Regions from separate parts of the Mus musculus genome. Here all the other regions are linked to region 4. A link is a contact called in public HiChIP or PLAC-seq, Micro-C and promoter capture Hi-C data. All regions are on one chromosome and are shown on one strand. The core of a region is the stretch at or near the end of the contact, and the rest is flanking DNA. Distances in the headings are between cores, read along the strand shown. Region 1 holds the start of Pcif1 (PDX1 C-terminal inhibiting factor 1). Region 2 holds the start of Tnnc2 (troponin C2, fast). Region 3 holds the start of 2310001K24Rik (RIKEN cDNA 2310001K24 gene). Region 4 holds the start of Tomm34 (translocase of outer mitochondrial membrane 34). Region 5 holds the start of Wfdc11 (WAP four-disulfide core domain 11). Region 6 holds the start of Ncoa5 (nuclear receptor coactivator 5).

What was found. Promoter capture Hi-C pulls out the DNA fragments that hold promoters and counts their contacts. A called contact is a pair of places that touch in the nucleus more often than the background predicts. HiChIP or PLAC-seq counts read pairs in DNA pulled down with a chosen protein or histone mark.
Region 1: a contact with region 4 is called in a promoter capture Hi-C map of erythroid cells, with 10 times the contacts expected there. The contact joins the promoter of Pcif1 here to the promoter of Tomm34 in region 4. A contact is called at or near these places in 3 of 39 promoter capture datasets (the C10 cell line, erythroid cells and neural stem cells) and 1 of 115 datasets of contacts at active chromatin or transcription factors (memory CD8 T cells).
Region 2: a contact with region 4 is called in a promoter capture Hi-C map of pre-B cells. The contact joins the promoter of Tnnc2 here to the promoter of Tomm34 in region 4. A contact is called at or near these places in 10 of 39 promoter capture datasets (the 3T3-L1 cell line, 3T3-L1-derived adipocytes, the C10 cell line and 7 more), 1 of 15 datasets of contacts at CTCF or cohesin (large pre-B cells), 5 of 115 datasets of contacts at active chromatin or transcription factors (the 230-238 cell line, astrocytes, craniofacial prominence and 2 more) and 1 of 9 other capture datasets (liver).
Region 3: a Micro-C map of embryonic stem cells shows a contact between it and region 4, with 5 times the contacts expected there. The contact joins the promoter of 2310001K24Rik here to the promoter of Tomm34 in region 4. A contact is called at or near these places in 1 of 39 promoter capture datasets (neural stem cells), 1 of 484 Hi-C or Micro-C datasets (embryonic stem cells) and 1 of 115 datasets of contacts at active chromatin or transcription factors (pancreatic cancer cells).
Region 5: a contact with region 4 is called in a FOXA1 HiChIP or PLAC-seq map of pancreatic cancer cells. The contact joins the promoter of Wfdc11 here to the promoter of Tomm34 in region 4. A contact is called at or near these places in 4 of 39 promoter capture datasets (cranial neural crest, frontonasal cranial neural crest, liver and 1 more) and 3 of 115 datasets of contacts at active chromatin or transcription factors (acute myeloid leukemia, large pre-B cells and pancreatic cancer cells).
Region 6: a FOXA1 HiChIP or PLAC-seq map of pancreatic cancer cells shows a contact between it and region 4. The contact joins the promoter of Ncoa5 here to the promoter of Tomm34 in region 4. A contact is called at or near these places in 2 of 39 promoter capture datasets (liver and pre-B cells) and 1 of 115 datasets of contacts at active chromatin or transcription factors (pancreatic cancer cells).

Annotation. Positions count from the first base shown.
Region 1 is chr2:164,877,602-164,881,301 of GRCm38.p6, forward strand. It overlaps Pcif1 (PDX1 C-terminal inhibiting factor 1), which reads left to right and starts at 1,767. Exons shown (of 17, transcript NM_146129.3): 1 at 1,767-1,888. 4930445K14Rik (a long non-coding RNA gene) reads right to left here. Exons shown (of 2, transcript XR_003953757.1): 2 at 1-2,440.
Region 2 is chr2:164,777,876-164,781,142 of GRCm38.p6, forward strand. It overlaps Tnnc2 (troponin C2, fast), which reads right to left and starts at 1,859. Exons shown (of 6, transcript NM_009394.2): 1 at 1,788-1,859; 2 at 301-352; 3 at 69-212. The coding sequence starts at 1,790.
Region 3 is chr2:163,471,150-163,474,571 of GRCm38.p6, forward strand. 2310001K24Rik (RIKEN cDNA 2310001K24 gene) reads left to right here and starts at 1,396. Exons shown (of 1, transcript NR_028122.1): 1 at 1,396-1,854. It overlaps Fitm2 (fat storage-inducing transmembrane protein 2), which reads right to left and starts at 1,480. Exons shown (of 2, transcript NM_173397.4): 1 at 1,254-1,480. The coding sequence starts at 1,426.
Region 4 is chr2:164,069,734-164,073,341 of GRCm38.p6, forward strand. It overlaps Tomm34 (translocase of outer mitochondrial membrane 34), which reads right to left and starts at 1,436. Exons shown (of 7, transcript NM_001291155.1): 1 at 1,180-1,436. The coding sequence starts at 1,306.
Region 5 is chr2:164,672,157-164,675,615 of GRCm38.p6, forward strand. Wfdc11 (WAP four-disulfide core domain 11) reads right to left here and starts at 1,931. Exons shown (of 5, transcript NM_001161806.1): 1 at 1,859-1,931.
Region 6 is chr2:165,033,268-165,036,491 of GRCm38.p6, forward strand. Ncoa5 (nuclear receptor coactivator 5) reads right to left here and starts at 1,512. Exons shown (of 8, transcript NM_144892.1): 1 at 1,416-1,512.

The sequences.
Region 1 (3,700 bases), core at 517-3,016, 810 kb after region 4:
TGATGTACGACTTAGCCTCCTCCTGCTTCTGCCTTTCCAGTGCTGTTGGGGGTCTCAGGTGTGCACACTCTTGACTCCATTTGCGTTTGTTTGAAAAAGATCAGGTCTGGAACTCCCTATGGAGCTAGGAGTCCTGCGGGTAAAGGAACTATCGCACCTGGCTAGCTTAAAAACCAAACCAAGGGGCTGGTGAGATGGCTCAGTGGGTAAGAGCACCCGACTGCTCTTCCGAAGGTCAGGAGTTCAGATCCCAGCAACCACATGGTGGCTCACAACCATCCGTAACGAGATCTGGCGCCCTCTTCTGGAGTGTCTGAAGACAGCTTCAGTGTACTTACATATAATAAATAAATCTTTAAAAAAAAAAAAAAAAAAAAAACCAAACCAAAAACCAGAACTGGAACAGGGTCAGAGGTTAGGGAAACACTGAGTTACACCCCTAACCAACTCCCCTTTTAAACTTTCCTTTTTTTTTTTTTTTTTTTTTTTCTTCCCGAGACAGGGTTTCTCTGTGTAGCCCTGGCTGTCCTGGAACTCACTCTGTAGTCCAGGCTGGCCTCGAACTCAGAAATCTGCCTGCCTCTGCCTCCCAAGTTAAACTTTCCTTTTTAAAGCAAGTATCTTGTAGCCCTGCTGACCTCTCAAACTAGTGACCCTTTATCAGTCTCCCAAGATTCGAGATGCATGATGGTGTATGCTTTTAATTTCAGCACCCAGCAGGCAGACAGACTGCTGAGTTCCTGGTCTGCCAGGGTTATATAGCAGAACTATCAAAAAACCAAAAGAACAAAAAAATCCCTAAGATGGACACACCTGGGGTCGATGGTCAGGTGTCTGTGGGCAGACTAGACAAGATCCTCCTCCAACTCTTACTAGTTTATATTGTTGACCATTTTTCCTGACCTCCCAACATTCCAGCTCCAAGTTACTGGGCAGCCAGCGCCGACAGCGTCATAGACCTGAGAGGCTGACCAGCTGGGCCATCTGCTACGCTAGTCCAGCAGCAGGTGGCAAACTTGTCCTCCTTTCAAGTTACCTTAACTGGGCAACAGCTTCCTTAGGAGGCCACAAGTGGGTGGAGCTAGGAGCCTAATTCCGGAAGGGAGCCCGACGATGGCCCCTTGCAGAAGCGTCTCCCACTAAGCTGTGTGCAGCCTTCACAACTTTACAACTGCCCAAAGCCACATCTACCCTATTTGCACTCCTCCAAAAGCTACGACTATTCAAGAGCAATTTGTGAGCAGGTTGCTAACGCGCAAAGGTTCGATTTGCACGTCTTCGTCACCTGGCCTCTAGGCAGAGAGAGTTAACATTCCAGGACCCTTAGAGGGCAGAGGCCCCGAGAGGACACCAGCTGGAAGCGGCAGAGCACTGTGCAGGCCAGGACCCAACGTGCAGGGCCTACGTCACCGCTCCGCCTATGTCGGCAACTGAGCCAGAGCCCCCAGAAGACTCTAGACCAGCTTCGTGCCCCCTAAAGTGTCCTAGATCTTCAGCCCCTGCGAATGCGTTCGGCAGGGAAACTGAGGCAGGGGTGTGCGATAGATTCCTTCCTTCCCACCTACGTTTCAAGAATAGCAACGCTGTTTTTCCCCATCCTCAGGACCACAAGGGACCACCCAGATCAACCGGAAAATGGGGAGTTGGGGGCGGGGGGTGGGGGCGAAAGCCATCAAGGTCTGGGGAGCCAGTCAACGTTGCCACACTCAAGATGGCGGCGCGGCCGTGGCGAGGTCCTTCAGAGGCGGTACCGACGCATGCGCAGCGCGGAGTCCCGGCCCGGGACACAAGATGGCGGCAGCGGCGCTGGGGAGGGCGAGGCGGAGGCGGCAAAACGGGCGGTCGAGCAGAACGTGTGGCCGCATCCCCTCGAGTCCGCTTCGGGCAGGTAAGAGCCCCAGGAAGCCACGGTCCCGCTGCGTGCCGCGCCTGGGTCCGGGAGTCCGAAGCAGGACGGCGGAGGCCCCTCCGGCGCTTCCCGCTCGGGGCTGCCGCTCGCCCGGTCTCTTTCGTCGCCGCCATCTTAGAGCCGCGGGTGGGCAGCAGGACTGCCGGCTGGGGTGAGTGCAGTGGGCCCGGAGAGCCCGGGCGGAGCGGCCTCTAGGGTCCCTTCGCTGCTGCCGCTGCCGCCGTCGCCACCGCCTTTGTGTCGGGCTCCGACTCAGAGTCGCCTCAGCCCGGGGGCGGGAGCGCGCGGCAGGGCGGGGGGCGGAGCCCGGGCGAAGGGCCGGCGCGCGCGCGCCAGACTTCCCGCCCCCGCTGGGCTTGCGGGAGGGGCAGGCGGGAGCGCGCTGGGAGCGGGGTGGGGGAGGGTTCCCGTCTGTGCGCCTGCGTGGCTCCGCCCACCAGAGCCGGGGCGTTATGATTGGTACTCTGGTATGTGATCCCGCCCATGTTCCTCCAATCCCGGAATCGGATGCATTTTCTAGTCCGAGTTCCGCTGCTTGCGCAGATACAGTTGTTTGTCTCTAGACTACGCTGCGCTTCTCCGACTTTGGTATGCGTGGGGGTCCGGAAGGCACAGGCTAAGTGAAAACAGTCACTTAATGGGAGCAGCAGCGAGAGTCCACAGAACGCTAGACTACGGTGCAGGGGTCAGATGGTTCTGACGTAGGTGTCAGGACGGCAGCACGGCCTTGAACTTGGGTCTGGCCAACTTCAGAGCTGGCGTTTTGGCCAGAGACCTGCTGCACCTATCTACGCGAGTTTATCTTATTTTTAAAAGACAGGGTCTCTGTGTAGCCCTGGCTATCCTGTAACTCACTATGTGGAACAGGCTGCCCTCGAATTCACAGAAACCCTGTGTCTTTAGTGCTGGGATTAAAGTCGTCTGTCACTACACCTGGCTCTAATGTGTGTGTATGTGGTACTGGGGATATAACCCTAGGTTTCACATATGCCGGGCAGTCAGTGTACTAAGTAGCTTTATTACCAGCACTTAACAAGTTCCAAGTTAACATTTTCAAGCTGTGTAAAGTGCAAAAGTGTGTCATCTTGTCTCCCAGTCCCATCTGGGGTGCGTTTAAAAATAAAATCTTGTCGAGGGTGAAGGCACAGATCTGAAATTCTAGCACTTAAGAGATGGATGGATGACCAAGGCAGGATAGGATGACTAAGGGCGATAATCTTTAACACTCCGATTCCGGCAGGATCATTAGGAGTTTTACGCCAGTTTCAGCTGTGTGAGACCCTGCCCTAAAGTTACAAATTCTTTGGTAGTTCTACCCCTCCTGCTTCTAACTGCAAATAGGTGTCGTTGGGGTTCAGCTGGTTTGGGATTGCTGTAGTGTCCTGTTTAGGTGGCACGAGGCCGGGCTGCTTCTGCCTTCTCTAACAACTGCATCTACCAGGTGCATCCTTCACATTTTGGGGGACACAAAATTTTCAATAAAGGTGGACAAGATGTGTTATACGTGTTTGCATGTTTTTATTTTTATTTATTTCAAGACAGCCAAAGAAGTGTGTCTTTTCTTAGTTGTGGGTGGCTTGAGATAGTGCCCCAACTTTCCTTACGTTCGCTTTGCACCCTTTGCTTTGGTTTACAGACACTTTGATTGGCAATGTATCAGGGCTCCGTTGTGCAAAATGAAAACATGATTACCATTGGCATATGTCTATATTCCACCTAACGGGAAGGCTGAAACGGAAGGATCTCTTGAGCCCAGTGGTTGAAGAAAGGCAGGGCTAGTTCAGAAAGAGA
Region 2 (3,267 bases), core at 609-3,108, 710 kb after region 4:
CCTGCTTAGCCCAAGGTGCCCTGTGCCTCTCTCCTCCCGGTCCCCTGCCCTGGAGGAGCCCAACTCACCATCCTCGTCCACCTCCTCGATGATGGCATCCAATTCCTCTTTGGTGGGTGTCTGCCCTAGCATCCTCATCACGGTGCCCAACTCTTTAACGCTGATGTCCCCACCGCCATCAGCATCGAACATGTCAAAGGCAGCCTTGAACTCTAGCGGGGAGACAGGAGGAGCGATGGGTGAGGCCAGTTGGATTGTCAGCCTCACACCGCATCTCTCCCAATGGCTAGCTCTACTCACCAGCGATCATCTCCTCGCTGAGGTAGGACCTGGCCTCAGCCTGTTGGTCCGTCTGTAGAAAGCAGAGAGAATCAGAGCGTAGAAGGGCAGACTCTCACCCCAGCTTCAGCCTCCCTAGCCCCCTCTTGTATTAGGAAGAGCCCCTGGGTCCTCCAGAACCACTCCAAACCAGCAGTACCTCCCAGGTACCCGTTGGTGCCCATCCCCAGTGCCAAAGGGACACAGGTTATACCCACAGTTTCTTCAGAGAGTAGTCGGGGAACCCCCACCCCAACAGTGACCTTTGGCAAGTCACTCTTCCTATGACTTTGTAGAGATAATAAGAAATCAGGATTGAGAGAGGGCTTGAGTGTGTTAGTGCCATTCACTGGTGATCTTTTAGTTTCCCTGTCTCCTATTGCTGCCTGGGACTTGACCAGTTGGTCAATGAATATTTGTCCTCAACTAAATAACGGAATGCAAAAGTCACAGAACATCTGCCAAGCGCTTGGACGCTGAGACCACAAGAAGAGATGGGCAGCTTTGCCTCAGACAGTTCTCAGAGGCAAGACTTCCCACTCGGTCATCGGCGTAAACACCTCTCTTGATGTCAAATGTGACGGAGCCTTGCCCTGGTGTGAAAATAAAAACCCTTTGTTCCATTTCAACGTTCTGGCTTTGGTGTTTAGAGAGTCTTGCTATGTAGCTCACTCGGGTTGGCCTGGCATGCCACATGTGAGCATGTAAGTAAGATTTCTGTGAATTTCTCTGGGACACATCCAAGCCAGGCCATCTGGGTCAGGGCTTTGGACTCGGGATGGTGAAGAAGGGGTGACGAGTCCCAAGACATCCTTCAGCCAGCTGGCCCAGTTCCTCCTTCCCTCCTCCGGCCCTTGGCCTGATCCAGGAGGATAGGCTATTTTTAGTTGGGCATGGGCAATGGCAGCTGGTCTCTGGAGTCCAATTACTTCTTCAAGTCAAGTAGGAGGGGTACGCAGAAGAAAGTGGCAGGTCCAGATCAGACCCCCTCTGTGGCTGGTCAGAGGCTCTAACGCTGGCCGGGTACCCACCCTACTAACCATCCTCCTCAGGATTCTTAGAGGAAGCCTTCCTTCTTGGGTCGCCACAGGCTTGGCTGAGCCTATGAAGCCTACTCTGTGTCTGCCCTGCTGGGTCACTTTTCTGCCCTCGTGCTCTCCATCTCTCCGTGGAAGCAGACAGGCTAAGACCTTTCCACACAGCTCTGGCTGCACAATAGCACTGTTCCAAACCTCAAGGTGGCCAGGAACTCATAAACCTTGAAGATTAATTCCTGAACTATCCTGGCCAGCCTTCCCCACCCAAGAGAAGTCATAGCCTTTATAGGACATCTCCTCGGGACTTGAGTTCTGGCAACCCTTCCACCTTCAGATGTCCATATTCCTGCCCACAGAACACACAGTTCTAGGACAGAGAGGGGCCTAGAAGTAGCCTGGGGACAAAAGTGTGAAGACCCTTCTTGTCCTTACCATGGTTGCTGGCGACTGGGACTCCTCCGCTGTGGGTTGTCTCCTCCGCACTCCACCACCCAAAGGTGCCCCAGATCTCTCTAGCCCCCAGGATTTGTAGGGGCATCCTCTCTTCCCTCCTCCCTCCTCCCCAGAACTGGATATCCTGACCAATCAGATGCAGGGGGCAGCAAGCCCCTCCCCTCCTAGAGTCCTAGCCCATTACCTAATTTAGCCAAGGTCCTTTGCAGGGAAATTTAAGCTTCGGAGCAGGTGGCACTCTCTGGCGTTCTCCTGGATTCTTAGGAGGAGGGCCCCGCCCTGCTCCACTGTCTTAGGGGAGCTCCTCCCCCCACCCCACTCCAGCACATGTGTTTCAAAATGGGGGAGGATGTCCAGAAGGAGGGCACAGCAGAATGGGAAGAGCCCAGGCTTGACGTCCAAAATTCATTCATTCCCGACTCTGTTCTCCCCCTGAGCCACGGGAATGTGGGCGGATGGTGAGGGCCCTCAAGGCACACCTTCCTCCAAGATAGAAATGGCAACCATGAGCCCAGATGACTAAGTCACCTAGCTTGTGCTGGGTGCCTAGGGGAAGTGATGCGTAGCATTGAGCTAGTGACACCATGTATTGAACTCCCACAACCTGTGCCCACACTACGCTGAGCATCTTGATTCCGTGATCTCATCTACTATTCATTCCATGAAGGTAACTATTATTATCCCCATCTGACTACAGCAGAAGCCATACAGTCCATAGAGGAATTCTTTCCCTCACTTTGGAAGCCAGAGCTCATATAGTGCAGACCGGCCTTGAACCCCTTATGTAGCCGACGTTATCCTTGAGGTTCTAATCCCCCTACTTCCACCTCCAGAGGGCTTCGATCTACAGGCATGTACCACCAAACCCTGTTTAACTCCTTTGATTTATTTTGCAAAAGAGTCTGCCCTGTCAAGTGAGCCGCCCTCCGAATCCTGGGTTCAAGTGACCCTCTTGCTTTAGTCTCCCAAGTCACTGAGACTATAGGCATGCTAGATTATAGCGCTGGGTGGGAATTCAAGCCTCAGCCTTGTGCATGCTATAAAGTACTCTACCCACTGAGCTACACCCCCAGCCCTGGCGATTCTTTTAAAACGTAATTTTCTTAATGTGTATGGATGTTCTGTCTGCGCATATGTCTGTGCGTCATGTGTATGCCTAGGGCCCAAAGAGGCCGGAAGGAGACACCAGATCCCACGGTTGGGAGCCACCACGTGGGTGCTAGGAACTGAACCAAGGTCCTCTGGAAGAACAGCAAGTGCTCTTGAGCACTGAGCCGCAGCCTTGACAATTCTTTTTCTTTGCGGGGGTGGGGGGTGGGGGGTGGGGGGTGGGGTGGGGGGTTGAGACAGGGTTTCTCTGTGTAACCCTGGCTGTCCTGGAACTCACTTTGTAGACCAGGCTGGCCTTGAACTCAGAAATCCGCCTGCCTCTGCCTCCCGAGTGCTGGGATTAAAGGCA
Region 3 (3,422 bases), core at 146-2,645, 600 kb before region 4:
TTATTTATCTTCAGGCCTCAGTTCCCTCAGCTAGAAAAGCCAAAGGCACCAAACCGTTTTTAAAATCTCTTCCAGATCCAGTGAGTCACTGCCAGTTCCCTCCCATTAATCAGCATCATGTCTTGGAACAAAACATTAGAATCCATGGCTACCCCTAAACAATTGGCGTGCCAGGCTGCTGGGCTCCTGGTTCATTAGGCCAGATACAGCAACATCTGCCATGTCTGCCTCCTCTGAGCTCATGAAAGGTGGCTGACCTGGAGATCTGGGCAGAAAACACCCACCAAAGAGATCTGGAACAACTACCACCCTTACACTCTATTCTTAGACCAGCCACTACGAGTGGGGAAGGATGAAGGTGGGCCAAGGACAGGGCTCTTCTTCCCTAGGTTCCAGTAGTTTCTCAGACGCCACCAAAGGGCCCATTACTAAAACCTTCACAGGCTTGACAAGGAAAGCCTCGTTAAAACCAAGGTCTGTCAGAAACCTGACTCAGTTGCCCAAAAGAGAAAACCGGGTTTGAAGTAGATTAACAAGAGAGGCAGATTGTCCACAAGCTGGAGACACTCACTAGTCTGAAGCATTAAGCTCACATGGATGGAGCAATTTCATCTTCCAAACTCCCTGTCTAGCTCCAACGGAGTGTTGTGCAATAAACTTACGATGTAAGTGTTTCTAAAGGACTAGGAAAGAAATAAGTGGAGTTTGAGAGATGTCCCAACGAGATCGGCTGGGGTTGTTTTCCTGGGTGACTGCCATGCACTTTAGAGTACTGAGAAAGTCCAAGGAGATCCAGGAGAAAGGTCACCAGAGTGAAAGGTTTCACGCTTGCTTCTACTAACATGGGGCAGGGATGGCAAAAGCTCTTGGGGTGGTGGGTGGGTCTAGAGGTGGTTCTTTAAGTCAACGGTGGGATTTTTGCCACAGTGGTTAAGAGAGGGGTGTCTGACTAGCCGGCAAGAGGAAGGTGACATCTCCCTGAACAGGACAGGGGCAAGCGCCTAACTCTGGGGGCGGGGGAATAGCCGCTCCAATGTACCCACTGTCACTTATAACCCACCCGTCACCGACTCGATCCTCCTATCGGAATGCTCACATACTAGGCGCGAATGTCACTTGCTTTCCCAGGGTCCCAGTGTCGCGACACGCGCGCGGACGCGCCTGTCAAGACAGGGCTCCCTCCCGATGACTCGCCTGCCCCAGCATCCAACTGGCTTCTTGGGGCGCGGGGGCCCGGAGCCCGATGCACTCACACGTTGAGGACGTTGCGCTTGTTGCTGAGGTAGCTCTCGGGCAGCGGGGACAGCTCCTTGACGACCGAGCCCGCCAGCATGGCGGCCACCAGCGCCCAGGGCAGGTGGCGCCGCACCGTCGCCCTCACCAGCGTCCCGCGGAGAAACCACGCGCAGCGCTCCAGGTGCTCCATGCCGGTCCTTCTCGGCTACCGTCCGCCTTCCAGAGCCTTCTCGGCCACCGTCTTACCCTTCGCCCGAGCTGGCACCACCACATCCCCTCTGGGCGCATGCGCGCTTCCTGCAAGCTCCGCCCCCTAGAGGGCGTGTCTCCCTCTAGTGGCCTTGATGGGTCTCTGCAGAGTGCAGGTCTGCATTTACCTGCGCCGCTTCCACTCATCGCCCCCAAGCTACTGGCTGAGATCACTGCAGGCTGCTCTTTGCCTGGGCAACCTGCTCCCCTCATGTTTGTGGGATGGGATTCTCGCTTTCTTTATCTGCAAAACAAACAAGAGACCCACCTTTCTTAAGAGCTAGTTTGGGAGTTCCGTATATTGGGTCAGTTATAGGGTTTTTCAGATGAAATTTCTTTGCAAAGTCATTAATAAATTTAAATCTTATTTACTTGTTTTGTTTTCAGACTGGGTTTCTCCAAGTAGACCTGGCTGACTTGGAACTCATTCTGTATAACCAGGGTGGCCTCGAACTCAGAGATCCCCTAAACTTGACCTCCAGAGTACTGAGATTAAAGTCATGTGCCACTTCGGGTTTTGAGACAAGTAAGGGCACTTGTTGCCAAACCAAATAACCTGGATTCAGTCCTTGGGATCCACATTGTGGAAGGCAACTCCCATAAGTTGCTCTCTCCACATTGTGGAAGGCAACTCCCATAAGTTGCTCTCTCTCTCTCTCTTTCTCTCTCTCTCACACACACACACACACTAAATAAATAAATAAATACAGATAAATAGATAAGTAAATAAATGTAAGAATGAATCAGCTGAAAAAAAAAAGGATGAATCAACTGTGTTGTTGACTGAACATCTTGGGCTCCCAAGGTTTGCAGAGCTCACATGAGGTACTGGTGACTCAGTCACTCAGTTTTGTCCCTTAGCTAAGCTCCTAGCCCGTAATGTTAGGTGTCAAAGTCAGGGCTTCCCAACCATGAGTTATTCCTTAGTGACTGTAGTTTATAGATTAGCACTTTAAAATCAAGGTGAAAACTCAAACCCATCACTTTCTAATTATTTTACTATGTTCTATTATTATTTATGTTCTTGTTTGTCTATTTTGAAACAGGATCTCTTACGTGACCCTGGCTGGCCTGGAACTCACTTTATAGAGAGGGCTGGTTTTGAACCTGTGTTGTCTTCCTGTCTCAGCCTCCCTCTTGGGTGCTGGGATTACAAGCATGTCCCATCACATCTGGTTTATCTATGCCTGAGCCTACCTGTATCCATTGTGCCTCCCGGGAACACCTCTGTGCTCTCTTCTCCCTTCTGTGATATCACACAGGAAGCTTGAAATCAGCCACAATAGAAGTATTTGCACTAAGGAAATTGGCAAGTGCTACAAATCAGGCCTGTGTTCTGTCATCACCTGTCTTCGTTGAGCTGTGACTCCATTTGTCAATGTGTGGTTGAACTGAAATCACAGGTGAACCGTGGAGACAAATGTCCAGTAAAATCAATAACATTGTAAGCATCGGCGAGTTATATTTACAGTGAGGAGTGCCATGGGAGCTGGGACTGTAGTTCAGTTGGTAGGATGCTTGACTAGTGTGCACGAAGTCCTGGGTTCAATGCCTCGCACTGCATAAACTCTGTGTGGTAGTACCTGACTGTAATCTCAACACACCAGAGGTAAAGGCTCAGCCACACAGTGAGTTCAGGGCAAGCCTGAGATACATGAGACCAATCTTCTAAAAAAAGAAAAAAAGTGTTGTGTGTTTCATTTTCATGTACACCACTCTTTATGCTGAGAGGTTTTTATTTTAGAAAGTTCTTAATAAATGTATATATGTATATACTGATATATTTTCTCCAGGAGAGCTCATTATATTACACATTTATCAGCAAACCACTGTTTGCTGGGAATGTGGAGTGGGAATGGAGGAGGGAGGGAGAGAGAGAGAGAGAGAGAGAAAGAGAAAGAGAGAGAGAGAGAGAGAGAGAACCCAGTACCCAGTAC
Region 4 (3,608 bases), core at 186-2,685:
TGTACTTACATATAATAGTAAATAAATCTTTAAGATAAAAAAAGAAGGAAAGAGAGAAAATGAGAATGAGGACTCAGAGAAAGTGGGACTCAAGGCTGTCTTCATGTCAAAGCTTCTGAAACTTCGGGCAAAGGTTAGGAGCATTGTTAATATGCTGTTCTTTTGTTTAAAACTCTTCCAATTAGGGGATAAAATCCCAACTCTTTGGAGGGTTTAAAGCACCAACACAATTAAGGTTTTGTGTACTTCCTGTCTTAAATTGTCTCATTAATAGCTTATGCTGCTTAGTGTATCTGATGGGTCTCCGCACCTGGCATGCATTAGACACTCAACTCAGGGACATCTCAAATATCTCTTGAGAAGTTGCCCATGACTTCCTTTCTAAAGGATCCAACCTTATCACATTACTTTGTATTAATAGTTCTAATCTCAGAGGTCTCCTTTACTTACAAATGTAAGACAACTGGCCCCAGGAAGTTCTATCCTTGAAAGGACCCCATCTCGCCAGCCACATTCAGTCAATATACAAAAGTCAACTGAATTTTAAAATGAGTACATGAGGGGCGGACAGGTGCGCTAGCTATATGCGGGGGCGTGGTGGTAGAGGCTGGTGCGGCAGATGGCCCGGGGAAAAGAAAGACCCAGAGGACAGGATCAACACTTAGTCCAGGGCGCCGATGCGGGTGCAGGATGCCTGCAGGCCCGGAAGGTAAACGGGGGAGCGGGTTCCTACCTCGCGCCTGCAGCAGTCGCAGCGCGCGCTCGTACAGCGCCGAAGCCTCGGCGTACTGGCCGTTGCGGAAACTCTGGTTGCCGGCTGCGCGGAGCTCTTCCACAGAGTCTGAGAGTTTGGGGGCCATCCCGGGAGGCCGGCAAACAAGGACCACCTCCGTTCCCCGCCGAGGAGTGCGCAACAGCTTCCGGGTGGAAGCAGCGGATGCGTGCCCTTAAGGCCCGCAGCCGACTGGCCTGGGGGTGGTGGGGGGTGGTGATGGTAGACCGGGCCGCGGCTAGGCGGCCAGGGACGGAAAGAATCGCGGGGTCAAGCCCTGGGAGGGCCTGGTGCGGCGGCTGGACGCGGGGAAGGGAAAACCAGGGAGGCTGGGCCAACGGGAGGCCCGGTGCGGGGATGCGGGTGGAGGACGCAGGCCCGGAGGGAAACGTGGGGCGGGTTCCTACCTCGCGCCTGCAGCAGCCGCAGTGCGCGCTCGTACAGCGCCGAGGCTTCGCCGTACTGGCCATTGCGGAAGTTCTGGTTGCCGGCAGCGCGGAGCTGTTCCACGGAATCCGAGACTTTGGGGGCCATCTCGGGTGGGCTGGGAAACAGGGAGCAACGCACTTCCCAGCTAAGTGGTGCGCAACAGCTTCCACCCGGAAGCTAGGGCTGCGTGCCTTTAAGGCCCACTGTGGACCGGCCCTGAGGGGCGGGGCCAGACGAGGCGGGGCTAGACGGGGCGGAGCTAAGCGGCCGGAAGAGTGGGCTCAAGCCCTTAGCTCTGTCCGGCCGCTCTTCCTTGTCCAGGGGCGGGGCCAGGGAAGGGCGGAGCTAAGAGGGTCGGAGGCGGGGGCGTTGAGAAACAAGGCCTTTGGCGTGAGCTCTGTCTGGAACTCGTGGTCAACAAGTTTGAAGATGGTGGCTGGCACTCCAGTGCTGAAGCGACAGCTGAATCACCGAAGGAGGCAGACTATCTTCCCTCCGTTGGACCTGGGAAGCAATTAATCCACGACCAAGAGAAAACATACTTTTTGTCAAGATTGTTTGTTTTCGAGACAGGGTTTCTCTGTATAGTCCTGGCTGTCCTGGAACTCACTCTGTAGACCATGCTGGCCTCGAACTCAGAAATCTGCCTGCCTCTGCCTCCCAAGTTTTGGGATTAAAGGCGGGTGCCACCACGCCCGGCTCGTCAAGATCTTAATACTATAAAGAAGCAAAGAGCGGGATGATGCAAACGTGTGGAAGTCTAAGGCACCCTCGAGGACTGTATAGGATAGAGTGAGAATGATGAAAATTTTTTATACGCACAAAAGAATATAATGCACTTAAAAAAAAAATTGAAGCAACATAATCCAAAGTTGAGGTCTGCAGTTCCACCACTTTGGAGGCCAAGGACAGTATAGCTGAGCTCCTGTTTTAAAACAAAACCAAGAAAACACAATGATGTTATAGGTGATAGGTTATTTCTCCGTTGCCGATGAAATGAGCCAATTTAAACCAGATTATAGTAAAGGCAGGTTTATTGGGAAGCTGCTTTCGGGCAAGTTCACCGGTCCCAAAGGAGGAGGCCAGGGAAGTCGCCATGGGGACGGGGGTGGGGGGGGGCGGGGGGTGGGAGGGGGAAAGAAAGAAAGAAAGAAAGAAAGAAAGAAAGAAAGAAAGAAAGAAGGAGGGCACTTATGCATAGAGAGAAAAGAAGGGCAGACCAAAGTGTCTGGATTATATAGGGAGGAGCCTCTGGGGGAAGGGCAGCCCAGCCTCTGGGCTTAAAGTTCAGGGGTGGGGGCATGGCATGGCAGGTAGGCACTGAGGGATGCTGGGAGAACCTGGAGATTGGGGAAGGCAAACAATAGGAAATACCCCTGTGGAGGCTGTTAAACCTGAGCAGGCCACAGAGAGCCTCTGAGGCAGAGAATCAGCTGAAACCTGAGATGTCGGGATCAGGATTCCAGAAAGCTGGAAAGCGCCTGGCATCTTGTGGACCATAAAACTTATTTAGTGGGTGAATACAGATGGATACAGATGAATACAGTGAATACACATGGATAACACTGGAGCTGGGCTTGGTGGTGGACGCTTTAATCCCGGCACTTAGGAGGTAGAGGCAGGTTGGTTTCTGAATTTGAGGCCAGCCTGGTCTACATAGCATGTTCCAGGCCAGTCAGGGAATATACAGATGCTGCTTCAAACAAATCCCTACAAACAACCCTAAACTAAAAATATACCCACTACGCCCCTAAAAACAGAACGGTGAGGGCTCAGCGACGGAACTTCAGAAATCTGTGAGTTTTATTTTTTTAAAAAGATTTATTGATTTTATGTATGTGAGTACACTGCAGCTGTCTTCAGTCACACGCCAGAAGAGGACATCAGATCCCATTACAGGTTGTGAGCCACCATGTGGTTGCTGGGAATGGAACTCAGAACCTCTTCAAGAGCAGTCAGTGCTCTTAACCACTGAGCCACCCCTCCAGCCCTTGAGCTTTATTTTTGTCAATAACCCTATCGGCTTGAGCTGAGTCTAGACTGTCATTTTGGACTAAATTAGTGGATCTTTCCGTTTTTGGGGGTGTGCCAGGTCCAAAGCGAACCCCCAATTCCTCCCCCAAAAGGGAAGGCTTGTGTTGAATATTGAAAGTGTAAACAAAAGGATTGCTGGTGGACAGACCCGAGTAGTCCTCTGTAACCTGTTGGTTTCTGTCTACCAAAAGGAGTCACTCCTTTATCGTCCTTGCCTTTGGTAAAGGAGACTTAAGCCAAGCTAACCTGCAGGGTCCTTGGTCCCTAGTAACATATATCTGTTATGAGTAGCAAAGCAGCCTGGCCCTCCTTACCTCCTCCACTATGCTCCCAGGCTGTTCCAGATTACAACTTGCACACTCCCCTCCGCAGC
Region 5 (3,459 bases), core at 681-3,180, 600 kb after region 4:
AGATATTGGAAAACCTAGGTACCCAGCAAATGGCTGGAGGTAGCAGATGTGATGCAGACACAGCACAATTCTATTCAGCTGAAAGAATGAAAGTCTGTCCTTAAAGGAAAAGGGACAGAGCTGGAGACCATTGTGAAGTAAGCTGGCTCAGGAATATTAAACTTGGTCTCGTATGGGTGCTCTCTAGATAAATGTATATATTTAGCAATAAATATATATGTGTGTATGTAATTTATATAAAATATTTATTGTGGATACAAATTTATAAACTATGGTTATTAATTTATGTACACATAAATATAAAATATATAAATTATACATTATGACTTATAAATTATATATTTATATAAAATATTATGTAAGTTTAATACTGTTATTATATGTGTTACATATTATAATATAATGTATAATATAAGAAATATGATAATATGTAATAGATAAATGTATAGCTTATATATGGCATAAAAGCAGAAGGCATTAATGAGTGGGCGGGAAAGATCTAATGGAAGGGAGGGGAACACAAGGGAGTAATGGAGGACAGGAAGACTAAATATCACCTCTTATACACAGACTATAGATTACACTATATACACTCTCTCCTGTGTGTGTGTGTGTGTGTGAGAGAGAGAGAGAGAGAGAGAGAGAGAAGATGAAATATCTCCTTAGAGGGAGGACCAGACAAGCAAAGGGAGGAGGGATGGAGAGGACCTGGAGGACATTATCAGCAAGGCCCAGGGAGAGATGGCTCCGTGGGTAAGAACACAGGCTGCTCTTCCAGAGGACTCAGGTTGGATTCCCAGCACCCACATGGCAGCTCACAACCTTTGAAAACTCCAGTTCTAGGAGGAATCTTGCTCCCTCTTCTGACCTCCATAGGTACTGCATGCACATGGTGCATAGTCAGACAGGCAGGCTGACCACTCACAGGCATGAAAATAAAAATAAATAAATAAATCTCAAAAAAAATAAATTAAAAGAGCAAGGTACGTGCTCGGCTTGGTGGCACACACCTTTAATCCCAGCACTCAGGAAGCAGAGGCAGGCCAACCTCTGTGAGTTTGAAGCTAGTCTGATCTATGAATGGAGTTCCAGGTCAGCCAGGGCTACATAGTGAGACCCTGTCTTGAAAATAAAGAGGGTGAGGTGCAATTTTATGTATGTATGGAAGTGTCACGGAGAAAGACAGAGACTTGATTTGATTTGTTGCCCTCATTTCCAAATACTTCAGTGAGTGTCTTTTACCAAAAGGTCATTCTCTTACATGGACATGACATATTTACCAACTTCATTGGGTCGGACATTGATAAAACAGACTACGATGGCATCTACCTTCAGTAATCCACCTTCTCCGGACAGCCAGAAACCTCTCATCTCTTATGACCTTGACATCTTAAAGAGTCAACTCTTTTTTTCTTTTTTTGAGACAATGTTTCTCTGTATAGCTCTGGCTATCCTGGAATTCACCAGGCTGGCCTTGAACTCACAGAGATCCACCTGCCTCTGCCTCTGCCTCTGAGTGCTCAGATTAAAAGGCATGCACCATCACTCTGTGGCAAAGAAAAATGTTTAAACCAGGTGTTCTTAATCTGCAGGTCTCAAGCCCTTTGTGGGTCAAATGACCCTATCACAAGGGTTGCCTAAGACCATCAGAAAACACAGGTATTTACATTATGATTCATCACAGCAGCAAGATTACAGTTATGAAGTAGCAATGAGTATAATTTTATGGTTGGGGGGGTCACCACAGCTTGAGGAGGAACTGTGTTAAAAGGTCTCGCATTAGAACCTCTGGTAAGCAAGCCCCAAATCACAGTCTCTACAGAGCCAGTCACAACCCAGGGCCTCCCTCTCTACCTACCTCTCAGCCAGAGGCGCTGATAACCACTTGGCTAGTGGCGCTCTCTCCTCAGTTCCAGGACAGTGGAACCTCTGCTCACAGAGCAAGTAATGACAGGAATAAATGTCGTTCATTTAGGCTTTGATCATGCAACTTTGAAGTGAGTCAGATCTACCTCAGATCTTAAGGTGGGTACATACAGGACCTCGTGTCTGTTTCCTGCTTTTCTCCTCGCTGCAGGCAGAGTAGGTCAAGCCAGAACAAGATGCACCCACCCGACTCCCTTCCCTATCACATGCAGAAGCCTGGGTCATGTGGGTGTGAGAGAAAGGTCTATAACCCTGTTTCTCTGAAGCAGCGTGGGATGCCTTTGTAAAGTCCCATCTGCCTTTCTTCTGATGTCTCTATTGAGAGCATCATCCTAACATGTCTCTTACGGGTTTTATGCCAGTGGGGAGGAATGACTCATCCAGGAGAGATTAGAAATCAGTATGTGCCATATATATATATCAATGTAAAATCTAGACTTGGAGGCTGGACAGACAGGTCAGGGATGAAGAGCATTTATCATCTTTAGTTTTGTATTTACTGTTCTTGCTTTTCTTTTGCTGTGATAAAACACCATGACCAAAGGCAACTTATGGGAGAAATAGTTTATTTTGGTTCCCGAGAAGTAGGAATCCAGGGCAGGAGGGCAGGGCAGCAAGCAGCAGGCATGCAGGGAGGACCAAGAAGCTGAACAATCACGACGTAAGTCATGATCTAACTACGCATTAACTAGAGAGGGACAACCAGAAGTGGGCGGAGGCTAAAAACTCAGAGCATCCACTGCTCTGAGCAGTGCCACACTCCCTCCAGCAAGGCCACATCACCCCAAAAACATCACCAAACAACACCAACAACTCGGCGGGGGGGGGGGGGGGGGGAGTGTTCAAATACATGAGCTCATTGAGGACACGGTCGAAGGCCAGCTTCGACACCACAGGGTGCATGGAGGAGAGGCCCAGAGTAGAGTCAGCAATTGACCACTCAGCAGACTTCTCTGTATGTTTGGGGGGTGGAGCAAAGAGTCAACAAGCAGGCTCCGACAACTCTATTTTTTTTTCTCCCACAGTTTATCTATCCCAGCAAAATCTTTCAAGTAGTATAGAATTACAATGTGATTAGGTCTATTTTTTTTCTAGTGAATGACGATGAGAAAACAGTATGTTCCCCAAAACCTTCACAGGAACAAACATTACATAGTACAGGTAAAGAAAACACATTATTCCCAAGAGCCCATATTCATTCATAACTAAGCAACTCGTTATAGATTAACAAAGTGTGAGCGAGCAAAGAAATTTTTCTCAACATGTTTTTCTTGCTGGCAGGCAGCAATTCGCAGTTACAAGGGATCGATTATTTTATTATTTATCTTCAAAAGTAATCTTATCAAAACCTAAAAGAATCACAAATCTAAACTTTTATTTCAAAACCATTTCTAATTTACATCACAAATCTAAACTTTTATTTCAAAACCATTTCTAATTTACATCCTCAGAATGCACGTCTCCTCATCAACAAATTTTATGAAATCATACCAGGAAGCTGAAGGCAAAAAAAATGGGCACAAGAAATCCATT
Region 6 (3,224 bases), core at 262-2,761, 960 kb after region 4:
AAGAGGAAAGACGAGCTAAATGGAAGAGACAAACCAAAAGGAAGGCAGGCATGCACGCTAACCATCAGTCAAGTGGTCTCCAATCCCCACAAGGCAAAACTAGAGCCTTGTTCCAAAATGTTGATACAAAGTTGCTTTTTCACACTCAGACAGATACAAGTTTAAGTGTTCTGTGGTCAAAAGCCACATCAGGGTTTGCAGAAGCATCCTTTCATGAACTTTCAAGGTGGCTACCACACCACAATACTGTAAGAAAGCGAGGAAACACACCCAGTACATCTGAGGGATGGTTCTTGCAGCTCCTGAGATTAGCGCTTCTAAAGGACAACCTTTTACAATGAGAAAGCTCAGAATATTTATCATCACCCTGAAGATCCCGGGACACCCCGGGACATTGCAATGGGAGCTGGAATGCCGCAGGGGGAAAAATTCCATATACAGTGAAAGACATAACATGACAATTAACCCCGTACTCCAAGGGCAGCGGTTCCCAAAGCCTGGAGCGCACAACTTCAGGAGGAACAAGGACACAAGTGTTTATTTTAATAGACAGGTATTTATTTTTTTTATGAGCGTTAGAGAAATAACTGGCTTTCCATTATACCGTTTGGGGTTCAAAATTTCCGCCTTAAACAAATGCATTTAAGGAGGGAGGGTCAGAGTCAGTTTAAAGAAAAACATTTAACATTTGGTATCTAGTACAGATGTAGGCGGACTTGTAAAGGTGCAGCGCGAGGGACGGAAGCTGGGGAGACGTGGTCCTAAGCAAAGCCCCTGACCCGCTACCGGGGTGCGGGAAGGGCCCTGGGAAGCCAGTAGGTTCCGGCGCCGTGTCCGTACGAACCTCCGGCACAATTTCTCTCGCCCGGTTCTCCGGGCCTAGGGTCCACGTCCATAGAATGGGCGAGCTGTCACACAAGTTGACATCTCGAGAATACGCCCAGGGCGACAGCGCTCCCTAGGCTGCTTGGCGCCTGGACACCGCCGCCGAGACCGGTATCCTGGACCCGGGTTCGAAGCCCTCCAGTGCCACTGACTCACAAGAGCTCCCCTCGCCCACCAAAGCCCCGGGCGAGCGACTTCACAGACTCTCGAGTGCAGGGCGTGCTCGATCCTACAAAGAAGCCTCAGCAGCTTGCGACCGAAACGGGCCGCGGTGCCCACCTCAGCGCACGGTCAGTCGCTCGCTCGCCTACTTGGGTCCGCCAGACTCGGGTCTGGGCCGGACCGGACCGGACCGGACCGGAGCCGGAGGCAGCCGCGCCCCGCTCCGGGGCATGCGCAGCCTCGCGCGTGCCCGGAGAGCAGGCCGCGCGTCGAACGGGCCCTCCCGCCTCAGCGTCCCCGTCGCCCCCCCAACCGCCTGCCCATCAGTACTACGCCTCGGCGGACGGCCACCGCTCCCCGGCACTCACCGCTACCGGCGTGGCCGCCTCCCCGCCGCTCCTCCGCCTCAGGCCCGCCGCTGCCGCCTCGGCCTCTGCCCACCTGCCCGCCGTAGGACAAAGGCGCCACCAACCGACTAGCGCGGGCACGAGGCAATGGCGGCCGGGGCGGAGTGTGGAGGTAGGGGCAGAGGGCGCGCACGCAGCGGCGGCCGCGGCAGTGTCGTAAAGAGCCTGCGGGTTTACGGCAGGGCTGAGCTGAGGCGTCCATCTCCTTGGCGACGGGGGCGAGGCGGTGGTTCTGGGGCGGCGGTTGAGAACGCCAGCGGTTGCCTAGTAACGGGGTCTCAGTGGAGGACCCGCTCCACGCCTGCGCCCCGCGCAGGACTGCTGTCTGGCTTTTCCCTTTTCCAGATCCCCTTTCCTCATCCATAACTGTGTAACAAGAACAAGTCCCCCAGTACTTTCATCCCTGTAAAACTTAAAGCCCCGAAAGGCCAAGCATTTGTAGATGGAAAATGTGCAGTGCCCAAACCTGATCACAAGGAACAAAGAGAGCAGAGAGGTGAAGAAAAAGCTGGGTTTAAATTTGCATTTAAATACATTGTGGATCCTATTAGTTGCCTAGCTGTCTCTAGGAGCCAAGAGGCTCCTGGAGATATATTACGGTTTTTTTCTTGAGATATTTCTTTGAGAAATATTCAAGGTCAAAAATTGACTTCAACGTTACTGTCGACCACGAAGCATGTAAAAAAGGTGTGGGTCCCCCCTCCCCCCTTTTAATCTAGAGTTTGTCACAGGGACTGGAATTTACAGTTGTAAATGCTCTCCATGAATCAAAGCTCCGGCTACATGAATCGCCTCGTGCCTCAAATGCCGTAGGGCCTCGTCTTCCTCCTGAACAATACAGGCCAACTAAACTGGTGACTGTGGGATTTGAACACTGTGAGAAGCCCAGTTTCTTTAAACATCGGATCCTATATTCATTCTGCTAGTTGACTCACTGTTTCTTGTACATTTGCTACAAAGACCTCAAAGCGTGGCTGGTAAGGTGATTCTGGGGACAAAAGTGTGTGCTGCCTAGTCTGATGACCTGAGTTCAACCCCATGTACACACACACACACACACACACAGACACAGACACACACACACACACACACACACGCACGCATTAAAACACAAAAGCCATCTGGTATGTCACTGTATATATATATATATATTTGTTTGTATTTCGAGACAGGGTTTCTCTGTGTAGCCTTGGGAACTCACTCTGTAGACCAGGCTGGCCTCGAACTCAGAAATTCGCCTGCCTCTGCCTCCCAAGTGCTGGGATTAAAGGCGTGTGCCACGACGCCCGGTATCACTATACATATTTAATAACAACACTCGGGAGACAGAAGCAGGCAGACAGACCACTGTGCAGTCAAGGCCAGCCTATAAATAAGGAATTGCAGGCCAGCAAGGGAGACCCTGCCTCAAAACTTTTTAATTATAAAATAATTGCTTAAAAGACACTGTGACTTGATATGTATCTACGTGCTAGGCACCATCTTAGCACATCTTAGCACCTTCTGTCCTCTTGGAGAGTAGAGGCTAGCAGAAAGATAGAGCTCAAACTAAGAAGAAATTGCACTAGAGTGTGTAGCTGCACACTGAGATGCGTGCTGGTGGGAAGAAGTCATTCTTGGGCTGTAACTAGAAACTAACTTTACACACAGGCGAAACGGTTGTAAAAAATGATTATAAGAATGTATGAGATTGCCGGGCAGTGGTGGCGCACGCCTTTAATCCCAGCACTCAGGAGGCAGAGGCAGGTGGATTTCTGAGTTCGAAGCCAG